4 separate regions of the Zea mays genome follow, and regions 1, 2 and 3 are each linked to region 4. A link is a contact called in public Hi-C data. All regions are on one chromosome and are shown on one strand. Each heading gives the region's core, a stretch centred on a gene start, on an enhancer-like site or on the middle of the called end of the contact. The rest is flanking DNA. Distances are from core to core; before and after follow the strand shown.

Region 1 (4,284 bases), core at 970-3,469, 270 kb after region 4:
CAGCTTTATGCTGATGGGGGTTACCAGCTGAGAATTAGGAGTCTTAAGGGTACCCCTAATTATGGTCCCCGACAATGATGCTAGAAATTTTGTAATGGTATTTAGATGGATATAATTGACATCTGTATAATATACCATTTTGATAGATGTTTAATCTTTGTCGGTATGGGCGACCCATACCCACAAGGGTATAGGAATGAGCGTAAATCCATACCCACCAATGTATATGGGGTGGCTCGACGATATTATTTTTTGTCGTGGGTATGGGTATGGGTAGTAATACCCGATGTGTATTTACCATTGCCATCTCTAGTCTGTTCGTTTGGTTTTAATCCGTATCGGCCTCTACTTTTCTAAAGTGTGTTTGTCTATAAATTACAGCTGCAACAGTCCAAATAGTTGGTTTTAACCCGAATCGAACACCCACCCAATTAAATCACCCCCACACCCATAATCTTTATTGAATCCATCAAATAAAATACACTCAGGCTTAACACACCATCAAAACAACAGTTCATTCATCACACAACTCTAATCCCGACAGTTAATAAATAAAAAAAGAAATCAAATACTACATTCGTTCTAATTTATAATTCGTTTAACTCGTTTAACGTTTTTATATCAAGTTTGATCGTCTTGTCTTATTAAAAAAAACAGCCAAAAAATGAAAAATTCAAAATCATACTTTAAGTATATTACTCATCCGTCCCAAAATAGTTGTCGTTTTAGCTCTAAATTTTTATGTCCATATTGATATAAATGATTATGAAACTAGACATATATATACAACATATATTAATTATTATACGAAATTAGTAAAAAATGTAAAACAAATTTTAATTTGGTACGGAGATGGGAGTACATGCTAAATTATATTACGGTAAAAATAAATAATAATTATAATTTTTAGTAAGACGAGTTAATTAAATTTAGCGTAGAAAAGTATAACGAATTATAAATTATAAGGAACGGAGGTGGTAGTTTAGTGACTTCCCGCAAATAAATAAATTTGGGTTAATAAAAAATAACAGGTATTTCTCTCTTTTAACCGGAGGTTCTCCTTCCTGGCACGGTTTCCGCGCTGGGCGATATGAACACGTGTGGGTGCCGTCACTCTCGCCCGGCATCTAGGGATGAAAACGGTAATCCGAACTCTTAGAACAAATTTAATATTTTAAAATAAATATGCATAAAATTTAATGTTGATCTTTTCTTATGTTATCAAGCACATTAGTACACATATGAATAAAATATTACACAAATTATTTTATGTATTATTTGCTCCCTACAGCACGAAACGTTGAAAAAATTACCGAATTTATTTCCGAATCCATACCGAAGTTTATATCTATTATTTGAGAAAATATAGAATGAATTTGAGGTTTACCTTTTATGAATCTTTACAAGCTGAATGTTAAAAACAAGAATACAAATTTGTATTGTAGATTATATATCCTATTTATTCGCAATCAAAGAAAGACGATCAAAAAACTGATTACCGAATAAATACCGTTTCCGACCGTTTTCATCCCTGCCGGCATCGCCATAAGGCTGACTCTAGTAAGGGCTTCTAAATAATCCTCTATCATAAATACGTATTTGTCCTATCAACGAACGTCCCTGTTCTAGCTGTTCTGGTTGTCCCGCAATCAAACGGTACTCTACGCTCTCCAACAACGTTATTTAAACGGTTCTCTAAATTTAGAGAACGCTGCTGAATTCTCTCTATATAAAGTTTCTCTAAACGATTATCTATCATTTCAGTACTTTAAATAACCTATTTAGTAAAAGAAAAATATATACAATATATTTGAGAGTATGACAAATACGTATATAAAAAAATAAAAATAAAAAAGTGTCTCTAATATAGATAGTTGAGTATAGAGAACGTGATTTAGATAACGTTGTTGGAGAGGAAAGAGATATAGAGGATAAAAATATTTAGAGAAGACCGTAAGTGACGGATATAGAGAACATGGCAGCCCATCAACGGCGGCGCGCCTGCATTTGGTAGCCACGGCCGAGGCGGCCGGCGGGTCAAAATTCACAGCCCCGGGCCCGGCGGCAGCGCCGCGCCAGATACGACCTGGTGGGGCCGGCCGCTGGAGCTGGATGTAACGGTGCCGTTAGCCCGGCGGCTAGCTTTAGCTGTGACCGTGAGTTAACAGAGGTCGCTCTACGCCCCGCGTGACGGGGAACGCGTGGGCACGGTCCACCATGGGCTGTCGTGCACCACCACCACGACCTCTAAAAAGGAAAGGGGGTGCGGATGTGGTGGGCCCCACCAGAGGATAAGCCGGGAATTTTATTTCCCCCCAATGGTTTTATCTATATTTTTCTCCCTCGCTGTCTGCCTGTCTCGCTATCTCCACGGCCACGGAGGACGGAGAATGGAAAAAAAAACGAAGGCAAGGAAAAGCCGCGCTCGTCTTGCGCCCGGGCGCCTTTCCCTGTTGGCGGGCGAGTGACATGCGGGGCCTGGCCCTCCTGTCACTCCCTTGCTGTTTTCTCCCAGCCGGTGGGGCCGGCCGCGGGCAGGTTCGTTCGGTGGTGGGAAAAGCGTGTGGGGCAGGGGGGGAGTCGTGGGACCACACGCCACTCACGTGAGCACCGGATCTTGTCGTAGGCCTGGCGGGTCCCAGGCCGGATCCTCTGCGGATCGGCGGTTGGCCGGGACGTTGTGTGGCTGGAGCGTACGGGCGGGGGGCTAGCAAAAGTTGAAGCGGAGGGCGATCGGGCACCGGGCGGCCGGGCCGGTGCCGCGGTGCGGATGCGTATGCGCGCGGGGCCGTGCGGATGTGATGTGCGGCTTACGAGTACCAAAAAGACCCCACCCACCCACCCTGCCCCTGGAAATATTTTTTTTACTGGCTGCGATATTATATATGAAATCCAGGGTACGATGCTGACTCCTTTGACGTCAGGGTAGGTAAACTGGCGCTGTAATTTTGTAATCCTTCTAGTATGCGCCGTGTTATTTATTTTGTGGAGTATACTGTCGCTAGTGTAAGCACAGGGCGCATGCATGTAAACTGCTTGGGGAAAAAGACGTTATTTTATCCGCGGAATCGACCCTGTTCAATGCCGTCGGTAGATTTGATTGCTATCTATGGCGTCGACTATCGACTGTGGAACGACCATGACTGCAGGATTTATTGGCAACACCAACACAGCTCTGATGTACAGTACAGAGAACAGTAGGTGTTGTCACGGTCAATCTCCTCTTTTCAGCATAACGTGAGTGAAGTGAGTGCGAGAGACAGAGACGGCAGCGTGTAGACTAGAGCCCCACGTTCTAGATGATCAGGAGAAAAGGGGGCGGAACATGGAACAAAGACCAGGGAAAATTGCGAAGGGGGAGAGTAGGAGTACAGTAGTGCAGGAGGTTGAAACGAACTGCTAGTGTCACAGGAAGAGCATGTGGATACACGGCGGCGAAGAAGCCAAAACCCCTGTTTTTCTTTCTTCCTTTTTTTCACTTCTTCTATATCTAAATTTGTAATGTCAGTTTTTAAAAACATTTTTTTCGACAACACTGTTATATGATCAGGTAGTACAAGCAAATTGTTTTTTTAATAATTTATGGTTTGTCTTTCTATGGTATCAAACGTCTTTACTTTGCCGCCAACATAGATAAAACACTAGCAAGTTTTAGATTTTTTTATAGCATCTAAAATTTTAGGAATTTTTTTTGGTTACAAGGAAACGTGCAGTGACACATTCATGCAGAAGCACTGAAGCAGTGATCCTGAAGGCAGAGGGTGATGATGACATGAGGTCACCGGCAGCCGGCCTCGAGCTCCGTGTCCCGGCTGCTGTGCTCTTCTGACATGGAAGGCCGAGATGACCAACCCGTGGTACTGCAGCTCCGGCCGGCCGGCCGGCCGGTTCCCTTCCCTCGGAAGTCGGAGAACCCTCACGCCGTCAACAGCCAGCTTGCAGTTGGTGGTGTGTGGCGGAGATCGATGGATGGCGCGCGCTAGGACAGAGCTGAGCTGAGCACCCGGCGGCGGCCTGCCTCCCGTCCCGGCCCACCGGCGGCTCCACCGCTCCACGGCGTGGTGCCAGGGCCACCAGCCAACGTCGAAAGACACGACGCAGGGCCAAAAGGCATAGCAGCTTCAGCGTACGGCGTACCTTGCTCTTGGACACGACGCAACGCCCGTCACCCACACCGGCACGAGCAGACTGGTCTCGGGCTCTCGGCTGGCCTGCAGACGCTCTCTCTCGCCATGGACGGCGCCGCAGCGCCCGACTGGTACGCTTCTTCTCAGCCAGCGCGGA
Region 2 (4,111 bases), core at 1,463-3,962, 290 kb after region 4:
TAGTACGCAAAGCAGTATGAACAGAACCTGTTCTTGAGAGAAAATATGGAGGAAGCTCTCCAAGTGCAGTTCCAATGCCCCAAAGAATAGCTTCAAGATAAACTTCTTGCAGTATTTTGCTGAATGGAATTGTTTCATGATAAATTGGGGGTCCAAATTGCAGACAGTCTTTCTCTAACCAGGATGGTCTCCTTTCAAGGAGAATAGTGTCATAAGGAGCACTTTTCAAATCAACCCTACCACACTGAACCGCTTTGATAGTGAACAGGGCAACATGGGGAGCCAAATACATTATGAAAGTGTGCAAACCAGAACCTGCAAAATAATTTAGCAGAAACCCATGTTATATTTAAATCAACTAATAAAACTCATAATGCACAGTTTCATCAAATCTGGAACTATTTGGAATTACCTAATCCAATGGATGAAGCAACCCCTAGTATAATCCACCACAATCCAAACCTGACATACCAAAATAGCTCCTGCAGATGCTGCATCAATGACAACATACCATGTTTTAATGTTTATCCAAGCTGCATATTGGGCATGCAACGGGAGATATTGGAAGCAAATTATTATTAATGTGACCAAGCTGTAGCGATGTAGATGAAATTTTCTTGAACAATATACAAGCAAATTTGCCAAATGGCAGATAGTTTTAGGGCTTCCCCAAATACAGCGGGATTAATTTTTTGGGGGAAAACACAACTTTTCCCAAGAGCTCCCCAGAAGTCTCCCCTAAATTCAGTTTTTTGGGAAAAACACACGTGTCTCCAACAGTTTCCCTAAAGTGCTCTCAACGTTTTCATAGCCCTTAAAACCCCCTCATTTGTAGCTACAAATGAGGGTTTTTTTTGTTCCCCAGAAACAATCTGCCGCTTTAAGGGATCTGTTGGAGAAAGAATTAAAATCTATCCCCACTAATTTTTTAGATATCCCTTAAAACTAATTTTGAGGAGTTATTTTCTGGGGAGCTCTTGGAGATGCTAAGAGTAAGAGTAAAAAACAGACTGCAGTTTATCACCCACTTTCAAATATTCGTGCCAAAAAGAATAAAAAAAGGGCAAAGCTTTCTTGCAACTCATTATCTAATATGTAGCATTTATGTAACTCAGACTGTTCTTAATCCTGCAAAACACATATGTTCTAATTAATTTAAAACAAGATGGTACCTTTTCATTCAGGCCATCAGTGAACATGAGCAGAAGCCAAGTAGCAACAACCAAAAGCATTGCGGTTTTTAACTGGTAACCTTTTTTCAGAACAGATGAACATGTTCTTTCCAAATTCTGAGCAATGGCTAACACAAAGAATGACAATGTCTTGAATGGTCGCGATGTAATTGTTAGTCTCTCTAGGTCCACACGATGTTTTTTCCGGAGCTCTGAAATATGAAGTGCACCGGTTAGATCATGGATTACACTGCAATATATCTCATTATTCGTTCAGTTAGCAAAGTGTTAAGAAAAGTCATGTTTTAATCTCAGCCTGTAGTGCCATACGGAGAATCCAACGCACACTGTGAATTATTAACATTCTAGGTAACTGGTTCACATATCGTAAATCGTAATTACGCAAATTCTGTAACTGATGTCGCCTAGTTATTAAAAATCAAAGCTGGGCAACCAGATCTTTCAAAAAAATTGCAGTTAACCTTCCACAACACAGAGGCTTTGTGACAGTGACATTGACATATGTATTTGTCTTCAAGCTGGAAAACTAAATTTGCATTGAAATCATGGCATCATTGCCACAAGGGTAATATAACGGAGAAAAAGACAAATTAGTAAAACGACCACTCCTAGATGCCAATATTTTATCATGTAAAAAAACCTGAAGAAAAAAAATCAAGTAGACAATGATAATTCAATCAGACGCCAACCGCCAAAATACGATCTAAAATCTAAATTGATAAGCGTGGAAAACCTCAGTTTTAAGTTTTAACCTTCAAAAGGTATTCTAAAAGCATCCAATGCTTGAATAAAAAAATCACAGATTGGATGACCAATACCAAGCATGCAATTTCGCTGCTAAAAAAGAACGGTTCTACTCTGCTTCGAATCGCGGGCAAGAAAAATAAGTAAACCAAACAAGGAAGACATTCTGTTTTCCTATCCGTTATCCCCAATCTGGCTTTGTAGGAAAGAGTAGGAAAAAACATGAAATATTCCAAGCTTGTAGGAAAACCTCAAAGACACGCATTCGCAGCTCCACGGCAGCTAGATCAGCAACAGCGATTTCCATAATTACGCACCACAGGCACAGATGTCAGGTGTGAACAGCGCAAGATGATTTAAACCCAACAATTAAACCAGACAGCGTATCTCCAAGAACAATGGGCGGACACCAAACAACGCGATCCCTCCGCAGAGCCCGCATCCGATCGACTCACTCACCTGACATAGCCTTGTCCTCGCCGGAGCCGGCGGTAGGACCCATGGCGCAGCTCCGGGTCCCTCTCCTCTGCCGCCGCCGCTGCCGCGTAGATCTAGGCAGCGAGCTGTGGTGTTTGAGCTAGGCGCCGGCGTTATATGATCCGAAAAAAAGGGCGCGAGCGAGCTTTGCTTCCCGTTTGGCGCGGGAACGCCCCTTCACCGTACAGGTCTCCTGGAGAAGGAGGGTACAGCGGCACGAGCCCGGCGAGGCGCAGGCACAGACGAATCGCTCCTTCCACCTGAAAAGATGAGCCTTTTCCGCGAACGCAAGGCGCAAGCTAAAAGCTAAAAAGGAGGGCAAGATGAGAACGGCTTTCCGTTTTTTATGCGCTTTGCCCGGGGTTTCACGATTTACCCCGTCAGGCACAGACGCAACGCAAACGCGGATACATGCGTTGGGGACAAAGGTAACCGATGAGGGCAGGAAACTGACGTGGTTGTTTAGAGATCCGATCTTCAATTCCGTTATTCGGGGCGGAGTTTATGAGCTGCTGCCAACGTTTTTCTTTTTAAAAACCCGAAATCAAAGCTTTAGAATTATGCTGCTAGTGATAGGAAACGGCCTTGGTTTGAATACCTCGTATTCATTTCAATCCATATGTATCGAAGTTGATTCGAGTGTAATTTAGTTTAAGTTACATCTCAATCCAATTCAATACACATAGATTAAGTGAGAGTACCTAAACAAAGCCTAAGGGTCGAGCCACACTATCAAATCTTTAATTTTATATTTAATATTTTTAAGAGCTATAAATGCCTAGCTAGTTTTGCCAAATTGCCAAACAGGTAAGTGAGACATTGGCACATTGCTATTTGATCGAGTGGGTTTAGCTCATTGGTCTCCCGATTCTGGAGAAATTATATATGGGCACTCCCAACCAAAAAAAACTATGATGGTTTGTATATTCATTAATCAATATCTATATCTATATTCTATATTATACTTAAAGCACCAGTTTCAACGGTCGTCACGCGTCATCTTTTTACAAAGAACCCCTCACATTTATCGTTGCACGTCTATATATGGCTAAACGGCGGCTCAGCATGGGCCAGACGCTCGCGGGACACAACTCTGGTCCATGCACGTCATGCCGGCCTGCTGACCGTGACGGGCCAACCTATCGGCCCATTTGTTTAAATCAGCGTAAAATGTTAAAAAGTGGTGCATGAGGTGAGGTTCGAACCCATGCCCTGATGGAACAAGGGTAGAAAATATTGGGTGAAGCTGTCTAACCAATAGAACATCATGCTCAGATGTTTTTAATATTGAATATGTATATATGTATATACATTTTTTTAAAATAAAAAATATAATCGTGTCGGTCCGGGGCAGCACTACGGGGCGAGGCTACAGCCCAAACACGGCACGACGTTCTTGGCTCTTACAAGCATTGGGTTGTTTCTGAGACCACATTGGCGCAATTGACTCCATGGTGTTTGAGGTTGCTGAATTAGATGGAGCAACAATGATTTGTCACACTAACAGTAAAATGAAAGGTTATTTGTTGGTTTTAAACGTTAGTAATTGCTACGAAGTAGCATAATTTATATGGAGCGCATCTAGTTTTTATTGATGCCTGACTTTATCAATCACTCCATATTTTGATCCATCTTTTTTATAAGTTTGAGTTCATGTGACTTATTTTAGAAACTTGAGCTCATAAACTTTCTCTTAT
Region 3 (3,944 bases), core at 678-3,177, 330 kb after region 4:
TACATATACTTTCTAGTCATCATGATCTGGATTAAATTAAGAAGAAGAGAAGTATACTTGTTTGAATGTCATGCATGAAGTAATACACATGACAGAACAAGAATATGAGATCGCGGCTGGTATAGCAATTAAATTGAAAGAATGGTATGCCCATCAAGGCTGGATTTGGACAGCGATGCGCATTCGCGTCCCAGTGCTGTAACTGTAAATTGCGTTGGACGCCAGTTTCTAGACTCAGCATCGTCATGGAAGAAGCGATAAAATACACAGATAGGATGATGAAACCATTAAAAGCTTTCACGATCTCTTCATATTACAGTGTGGGGCTTTTGCTTTTCTTTCGACTGAAAGGCATGATGTTGGACTGCTTCATTTTTGTCTTCTTTGTATTTCTTAACTAGACCAAAACTAAAGTAACTATATAGAAAAGGCAGAAGGAGGGGGCCTATGGGATTTAGGGGCCTAGAGCCACCGTTCTGGTGGAGTGGTGGCTCCCTACCTAGATCGGGTTCTGCTAAGGTTAAGGTACACAAAAGGAATGGTTTGTGAGAGAATCTTTTAAGGCTAGTTTAACAGCTTTATTTTTTAAAAAAAAGAATTTTCATTTTCATGAACTAATTTTCGTTGAAAAAAATAGAATTCTTTAAAATAAATAGGAAACTAGCTCTTAGGGGGTGTTTGGTTGCTCCTGCTAAAGTTTAGCCCGGGTTACATCAAGCGTTTGACTTTTAAATAGGAGTATGAAATATAGACCCAACCAACTGGACTAAATTCGTCCCGTCTTTTAATCTTCGGCTGACAAATTAGTTTTATAATCCGACTACATTTAATACCCGAAACGGAGGTTCAAACATTCGATGGGATAGGAGCTAAATTTTAGCGGGGTGTAACCAAACACCCCTTAACCGGAGGTAGTAGATAAAAGAGAAATACAGGGAGACCTCGTGGTTTTCTGCGTCGGCCATCTTTTCAGCGAGGATTCTGAGCGGGACGAGTCCCCTCTGGGGGGGGGGGGGGGGGGGCAGACTTCGCCGCGGACCGCGCGCCGCCGGCGTCGTGGAGAGGACGCACGAGGCTCAGCACTCAGGTCGACAAGTTCAGCAGGCTGGTCAGGCACCTATCGTCGACAAAGACCTTACGGATTCCGTCGCGCTCAACGAAATGACCAACTCCAAGATTAACGCCATGGCCGAAGCGCTGCCTCCAAGACTTGAACTCGGCAACTCCTACGTTTATTTAGAACGAGTCTTTTTGTCGCGGAATCTGGAAATTCAATAGGCTTGCCCGGATCGGACGAATCTTGAGAGTGGCAAAAGGCGCCGAGACCACGTAACCGAAGAGAGGAGTAGCTAGAGCCTCTGGGCTGCAACTGAAAGTCACTCGAAATCCGAAGGAGCACCAACTGTTTTTTTTTCTTTTCTTTTACCAAACCTGCCATGGAGCAAAATTGCCGTGCAAGACCTTTATGGCAGTCAGTGTGGTGGCTCAGTGGCTGACTCTCGCAGCAGCATGGATTTCTGATGAGAGCAGAACAGTGCGCAGGCCGACTGCGACTGCGATAAGGCGCCGATTCTCACATGCCCAGCGTCTGGTTCGCCAGATTAAAAAGTTTCCCCTGAAAGGCTGAGGCCCTCTTGTGGCCTCTAGAAACAGGGGCCGGGGCCAGGGCGGGGCCTGTACCCGAAATACGCAGAGATGGGCATGGCTGCCTGTCCGGGGCACTTGCATGGGAAGTTCCGATCACTTCATTGATTGGAAGCGCTGCCACTCACATGCCGCGAGCACATGCGATGCGCGCGCACGTAACTTGCCCGGTTTCGCAAACGTAATGTTGGATTACAGGCCAGGCTGCGTCTTTAGTTTATCGTCGTCGTTCCCGGCTGCCGCCTACAAAATCTATTGAACACCACCCCATGGTGACACCCTACACTGTCTGTCCTGTCACCAACTCACCAGTCACCACTCACCACCACCCCGCTCTTTGCTGCTTCGCGCTGTGGAGCTCAACGGCGGACGGACGGCCATGTCGTCGTCGTCGTCGCCACGCCACCCTTGCTTCGGCGCCGCCCTCCCGGAGCGCCTCGGCTACGTGCAGTGCAAATTCTGCGCCACCATCCTGCTGGTAACTTAACAACGACCTGTATGCACTGCATGCTCCGGAAACCGCCAATGCCCACACACGGTCTCACGTACGGCGCGCACGATTGCCTGCCTGCCTGCCTACGCATGCAATGCAGGTGGGCGTGCCGATCGGCGGCAGCCTGCAGCTGCTGAAGACGGTGGCCGTGCAGTGCGGAAGCTGCTGCGGCATCCTCTCCGTCGCGCTGCCGCCCGACGAGGCGCCGGCGCCGGCGTCCGTCGAGCTGCTTCCCCTGATGCAGGTTCCCACCGTGCCCTGCCCTGCCCTCCCTTTGCATTAGCGCGCGTCCTCGCTCATTGGGCAAACGACGACGCGTCCCGTTCGATGAAACAGGAGGCCGGCGGCGTTGATCCGCCGCCCAGGGACTCCGACGAGAGCAGCGGAGAGGACCGGGGGGAGACAACGGAGGCTGCTACCGTTGCCGACAACCATGCCGCCTTCCCTGCGGTTAACAAACGTAGGTGATCACACGCGCGGTTTTAACAATGCCTCCACTGATATTTTGGCACTTCTCATCGTTCGTACTTAAGCAAGCATGTGCTTTTGAAACATTTCGCAGCTCCACTTAGGAAGCAACGGACGCCGTCGGCCTACAATTGCTTCATCAAGTAAGAATGCCTTTGTTTGGTTTGTGGAGTCACTCTATGCTTCATGAGGTGATGCATTATAAGTTCATTCCATTAATTTTGGTGTAATCAACTCACTCCTCATATATATACTAATTATTAGCTTATGAGGAATGGGGTGATGATAGATCAACCCATTCTATTCCACAAACCAAATAAAAAAATGAGAAGTGAGAAGAAGATGAATTACTTTATTTTTCAAACCAAACACACTCATAGTCAGCATTTTGCGTACAATAGTTTACGAGACATACGGATCGTGTACACGCATGCTTCGGGTATACACTCATACAGGTCAAATGCATAAGAACTGTTAGCGTTGTTGACTATAAAACCAACAGCTGGTTATATATATATTGTGATTGAAATTTCAGCATGTTTTTAGCTGCTACTCTGGTAGAGACGACGAGATCTTTAATATGCGCTCATCTGATTGTTACTCAGGGAGGAGATACAGAGGATTAAGGCAAGAGACCCGGGCATCACCCACAAGGAGGCCTTCAGCGCTGCTTCTAAGAATGTAGGCGTTCTTCAGCGGACTGCAAGCTCCCCAGACTATTCTGATCTGCCTCAACTAGTTTTTGGATTATTTGTTCATCGAACCATTATCCATTCATATTGTTCATCAAACCATTATCCATCAAAACTTCACATTGTTAGCAAGCTATCATATTGGTTCCTTCACTGCAGTGGGCTCACTTACCTAGGATCCAGAAGACGGGAGGCTGATGGATCTGCTGCTGCTGCACGCGGTTTCCAGATTTGCACGCTGCAAAGAGAGGGAAACAGATTACCTGCGACCTGATCCACGTTGTTAGCTTCAGATGAGATAAATCCATGGATTTCAATGTTGTACATAAACCTTTGGCACGTGGTGTGGTGACTGAAATTACAATCATGCGATAAATGCAGCATTGTTTCCAGATCTTATCAGTTGCGGTACTGACACAACTAGGATAGCACCAAACCTGATTAATACAGTAAGCATGACTGCTGCTTGATGATAAATAGTAAAAAATGGTTCTCCGGAATTGGCAGATATATTAATAAAAACTTTGCCTGACCAGATGTAGCGGTAAAGCGATTTAATTAGCATACATAACTCTGTTGCTTTTCTCTTCAGCACAAACAGGAAAAGAAAAAAAAACAGGCAGGATTGATTGTATATATTACACAAG
Region 4 (4,049 bases), core at 1,273-3,772:
GCCATAACGCGTCAAGAGCCTACCATACCAACCTGGACCTGAGGTGCCTGTAAGGCTGCTCTCCCGGGCAGCGCTGCACCTACAGGTATCCACTGTTTCGTGTCTAGACTTTTGGCAGCGGATGCCGCCGCTGCTGCTGCATATAATTTATCAGGAGATATTTCCATGACCTGCGAAAGGATAGCCGAAAGCCTGCAGGTCGCTAGCCTGGCCACTCATCCATCCTTCCTGCTCCGCAGCCACCCACAATATGCTGGTGGGTCAGTGGTCACAGGGCGCGCGAACCTAGATCGATCGATCCGCCGACACACACACTCTGTTTCCTTACGGCTAACGCCCCGTCACGTCAGTCATCAATAGCATTATTGCTAATCCTCGACACGATCGTCTTTGAGGTCTTGTTCATTGCATTACTGCTAATCCTCGACATGATCATCTATTAGATCTTATGCGGGTTTTCCCATTTCATATCTATTGGAAAGAATTAGGCATCTATATCCCACAAACAATTATTGTCTATGTGTGTAATAAAAACACGTACAAACAATATAAATAATAAATCATGTGGTGGGTTCTATGTTTACATTGTATCGTGTGTCGAACATGGAACAAAACAGACAGATAGTGCTTGTCTTATCATCTCTTTGCATTATAATACCTGCCGAAGCCATCTTCTCACGAAAGATGACAGGTGTCTCTCCTCCTTAATCAGCGTCGATGTTGGAATTTTTTTATCTAATTTCTGCCTAGAGACGACGTATTCAATGTCGCAGTACGAATCCGGATACCTATTAAGATGTTAAATTTTTAATCTTCTTTCTTTGATTATGAATAAATAGGATATAGGATTTGTTATGTAAATTTATATTCTTGAGTTTATTAAGATTAATAAAAAGTAAATGTCAAATTCATTTTGTGTCTTTTTAGAATAATTGGTTTAAAATTCGGATACGAGTATTATTCAGATTTGGATGTTTTTTCACCGATAAAAAATGTTGAAAAAAATAATAATACAGAAATTTATATTTGTCTTTAATAATATGCTTAATAACAAGCCTAAAGATTACCGCCAGATATTATGCACATCTATGCTAAAATATTATATTTGTCATATAATCTAGATGTTCCCGGAACATTCCTATGTACGTGCCCTTGGAATAAATTAGGAATAATTTTGAGATGTTAGAGATTTAAACTCAATCAATTTTATTAGATCCACGTTGTTTGAGATTAAAACGAACATACCTTAGATCATTAATTTCATTGGCGGTACCCCTTCCGGCGGCAGCATAGAATTTGCGAGGGCTACTGGAGTACTACTTGTGCAATGTGCTGCCACTACGGCGGCCGTACGGGAGCAAGTAATTAGCTAAGCGCCGCACAGGCCGGCGCGGCGCTGTAATAAATGAGTCCTCGCCCCGGTTTCCCATTCACGCGTAAAGAGAAAGAGGCCACGGGTACACGTAGCGTGCCAGGCAGAGGCAGCCACCGCTCGTTGCTCGCCGTTCGCCGTGCCGCACGAAGGTCACGTAGCGTGGCCACCCATTTTCGGGTGCTTTGCCATTCACGTGTAAAGAGAAAGAGGCCACAGGTGAAGGCCAAGGGTTTGTGGATAGCGCGACGCGGACGGCGGCGAATGGGGGTGCCATCGGTTCGGTGGTGCCGCACCACACGAAGGCACCAAATTAAAATGGAGGTGCGCGGCCTTTTGCTGCTGGACGCGCGCGAGTTCTCGCTCCGAATTAGGGCGTCCGGATTCTAGCAGTAGCAGGTAGTAGGGGAGTAGCAGTACTGGCGCTACCTGAAGCCCGAAACTGACTGACAGACAAAACAACTCGAGAGGGTCAGAGGGTGGTGGAGTGGAGAGCCGGATATTGGACATGGCTGCCTCAGACAGAGGATGAAAGCGAAATTACTCTGTACAGTACGGGTCTTCATATCGCTACAACCATGTGTCGTGCCGGCCCGACTGCCACTAGTGCACCACCGATTTGTGCACTCGTAGTCTCGTACACCGGGAGGAATGGATACGGTCCCTCCCTCCGGCCTAGGTTCTACAGTTCTCGACTAGGGATTTTTCCCAGAATTTCGGTAGGTAAGTCGAAAGTGCCTCCAGTTCAAAGTTCTCGGTTCTCCTAGCGGAGTTATGAAGGAAAAAAGAAATCTAACTTAAGGAGTGATTGCGGCTCGATCAGCACACACCCACGTCCGACTCCGACGCACAGAAGAGAGCGCGAGTGACTGAAGAGCGAGACGGACAGGGGGAGGGATGGGACGCACCAACAGTGTCGCCGATGACGATCTGCTTGGAGCTGGCCCAGGCGGCGTAGTCGGGGTTGCCCATGACGGTCCACCCAATCGTGCCGCCCACCTCGTACACGGCCGCCGACGCCACGCCCGCCCACATCACCAGCAGCAGCAGCGCCGCGCCACCGCCGCCCATGGCTCCGGCCGAGATAGATAGAGCGGCAGCGAAGGGACGAGACGCGCGGTAGGCAGCAGTACCGTAGGAGAGCGATGGCAGTGTGCAGTACTGAGTGGCTGGCTGGCTGGCTGGCTGACCAACCGGCCGGTTAAATCAAAAGCTCCGCGGCTTTCCAGCCCCGCCCGCGGCGAGGTTCCCGGAAATGCCCCCCTGCGTCCAGCCTTCGATACGTATGGCTTGGCCTGGTGTGCCCGGGTTTTATGGACTTTCTCGTGGTCTTGTGCTTTCGCCTTTCGGGTCCGGTGGCCTGACCAGGGTCTCGTTCTCGTCTGCGCTGCCTGATACGGCGCGGGTCGGGTCACTGTCCACGGCACGCGACCACTCCTGGGTCCTGGCGGTGGCGGTTGCTACTGCTCGGCTGCTCGCTCCATCATCCGAACGAATCTGCACATGTGGTGCAGAAGCGCCATCCAAGGCCCAAGCACTCGCCCAGATTTTTTTTTGATCCCCTTGATCGTGTCGTACGCAGCCGTATGAGTCGAATCGGGGTGCTCCCGTAACCGCAGCTGATAAGATGTGCATGGCGACGAGCCTACGTCTGTCTAGCCATAGTCCCATCGACGAGCGGGACCCCGGAGTGTTCTCGCCGTCGACCGGAAGCGGGAAGCGTTTTCCACGTCGAGTAAAGTACACACGGACACGGCATAAGCGCCGGGACAGAAGCTTTCCAGTTTCCACCCGGGTGTCCCAACTCCCAACGCTTTTAGCGTGTGTGCATACGTGTGGTCGGCGGTGAGGCACTGACGACTAACTGACTCCATATCTGCACTGTTCATAGAATGAAGTTCACAACCGCAGCAGGTAGTACTTGAGAGTCCATATACACACATCACACATACATACAGGTCGCTTGGCACAACCGCACAACGGAACAAACAGCCAAATGTCCTAAGGCCATATATGGATGGTCTTGTGTAGGGGTTTCCATTCATTCAGCTCCCAAACAAAAGCCCTCAGTGGAGTCCAGTGTCCAGTCCATTCTAGTCTATCTTGTCGTATCCTCCGTCACAGGACAACTACGACACGGCTCGAGAGTATTGATCTGATCGATGGCGGACGCTGACCGGTCGATCCAGCGATCCTACACGTCGCGCCCCGGTCATCCGGAGACGGGGGCGGCCAAACACAAGCGGAAGATGCACTGGACAAGCGTGTCGTTCGTGAACCGGGCTCGTGAGTTACTACTGACGGCTGACGATCGGCGTGACGACACCATGAGCTCAGGCCTCGCCGGACGCCGTGAGCCCGCGAGGCAAGCATCTGGCTGGCGGACGACGAGACGAGAGGGAAGGCCCAAAGGCCGGATCAATACATGTCTGGAGTCTGGACTGTTTGCTGGAACGGGAAAAAAAGCCCATCCTACTTCCACGCTCTATCGTTGTTGTTTGCTGCAACTTTTGGTGCAACCTCAGACAGTGTTGCCGTTGCCGTGTTCTCTTTCTACGTGATTGGTTGGTTGGCCGGCTGCATCTACCCGCGGCGTTCCGTTGATCTTGCGCAGCACCTATTTGGTTAACCGAAGAGAAGGGTGGCAGCATGTACCCGCACATGCAGCATAGGCTTT

Evidence for each region. A called contact is a pair of places that touch in the nucleus more often than the background predicts.
Region 1: a Hi-C map of leaf shows a contact between it and region 4, with 7 times the contacts expected there. The contact joins the enhancer-like site here to the promoter of LOC100283229 in region 4. A contact is called at or near these places in 13 of 25 Hi-C or Micro-C datasets (bundle sheath, ear, endosperm and 6 more) and 1 of 3 datasets of contacts at active chromatin or transcription factors (leaf).
Region 2: a contact with region 4 is called in a Hi-C map of tassel, with 2.9 times the contacts expected there. The contact joins the promoter of LOC100274223 here to the promoter of LOC100283229 in region 4. A contact is called at or near these places in 9 of 25 Hi-C or Micro-C datasets (ear, leaf, root tip and 3 more) and 1 of 3 datasets of contacts at active chromatin or transcription factors (leaf).
Region 3: a Hi-C map of tassel shows a contact between it and region 4, with 3 times the contacts expected there. The contact joins the promoter of LOC100283120 here to the promoter of LOC100283229 in region 4. A contact is called at or near these places in 2 of 25 Hi-C or Micro-C datasets (ear and tassel).

Annotation. Positions count from the first base shown.
Region 1 is chr7:168,444,217-168,448,500 of Zm-B73-REFERENCE-NAM-5.0, forward strand. No RefSeq gene overlaps it. Among protein-coding and RNA genes, the nearest start is that of LOC100274223, 18 kb to the right of the region's middle. Within about 2 kb of position 2,220, at least 18 of the 20 cell types and tissues checked have an H3K27ac peak or open chromatin away from gene starts, as enhancers often do. A contact at or near this core is called in bundle sheath, ear, endosperm and 5 more, where this site is marked.
Region 2 is chr7:168,461,932-168,466,042 of Zm-B73-REFERENCE-NAM-5.0, forward strand. It overlaps LOC100274223 (Vacuole membrane protein KMS1), which reads right to left and starts at 2,713. Exons shown (of 8, transcript NM_001148594.1): 1 at 2,397-2,713; 2 at 1,173-1,384; 3 at 413-491; 4 at 28-315. The coding sequence starts at 2,439.
Region 3 is chr7:168,500,987-168,504,930 of Zm-B73-REFERENCE-NAM-5.0, forward strand. LOC100283120 (axial regulator YABBY2) reads left to right here and starts at 1,928. Exons shown (of 7, transcript NM_001156022.1): 1 at 1,928-2,122; 2 at 2,238-2,381; 3 at 2,474-2,597; 4 at 2,700-2,748; 5 at 3,211-3,286; 6 at 3,457-3,505; 7 at 3,535-3,696. The coding sequence starts at 2,024. The coding sequence ends at 3,495. LOC103633324 (pre-mRNA-splicing factor 18-like) reads right to left here. Exons shown (of 2, transcript NM_001319725.1): 2 at 3,790-3,944.
Region 4 is chr7:168,171,510-168,175,558 of Zm-B73-REFERENCE-NAM-5.0, forward strand. It overlaps LOC100283229 (Cupredoxin superfamily protein), which reads right to left and starts at 2,523. Exons shown (of 2, transcript NM_001156131.2): 1 at 2,281-2,523. The coding sequence starts at 2,443. It overlaps LOC103633319 (a long non-coding RNA gene), which reads right to left and starts at 2,274. Exons shown (of 2, transcript XR_556456.2): 1 at 1,246-2,274; 2 at 1-788.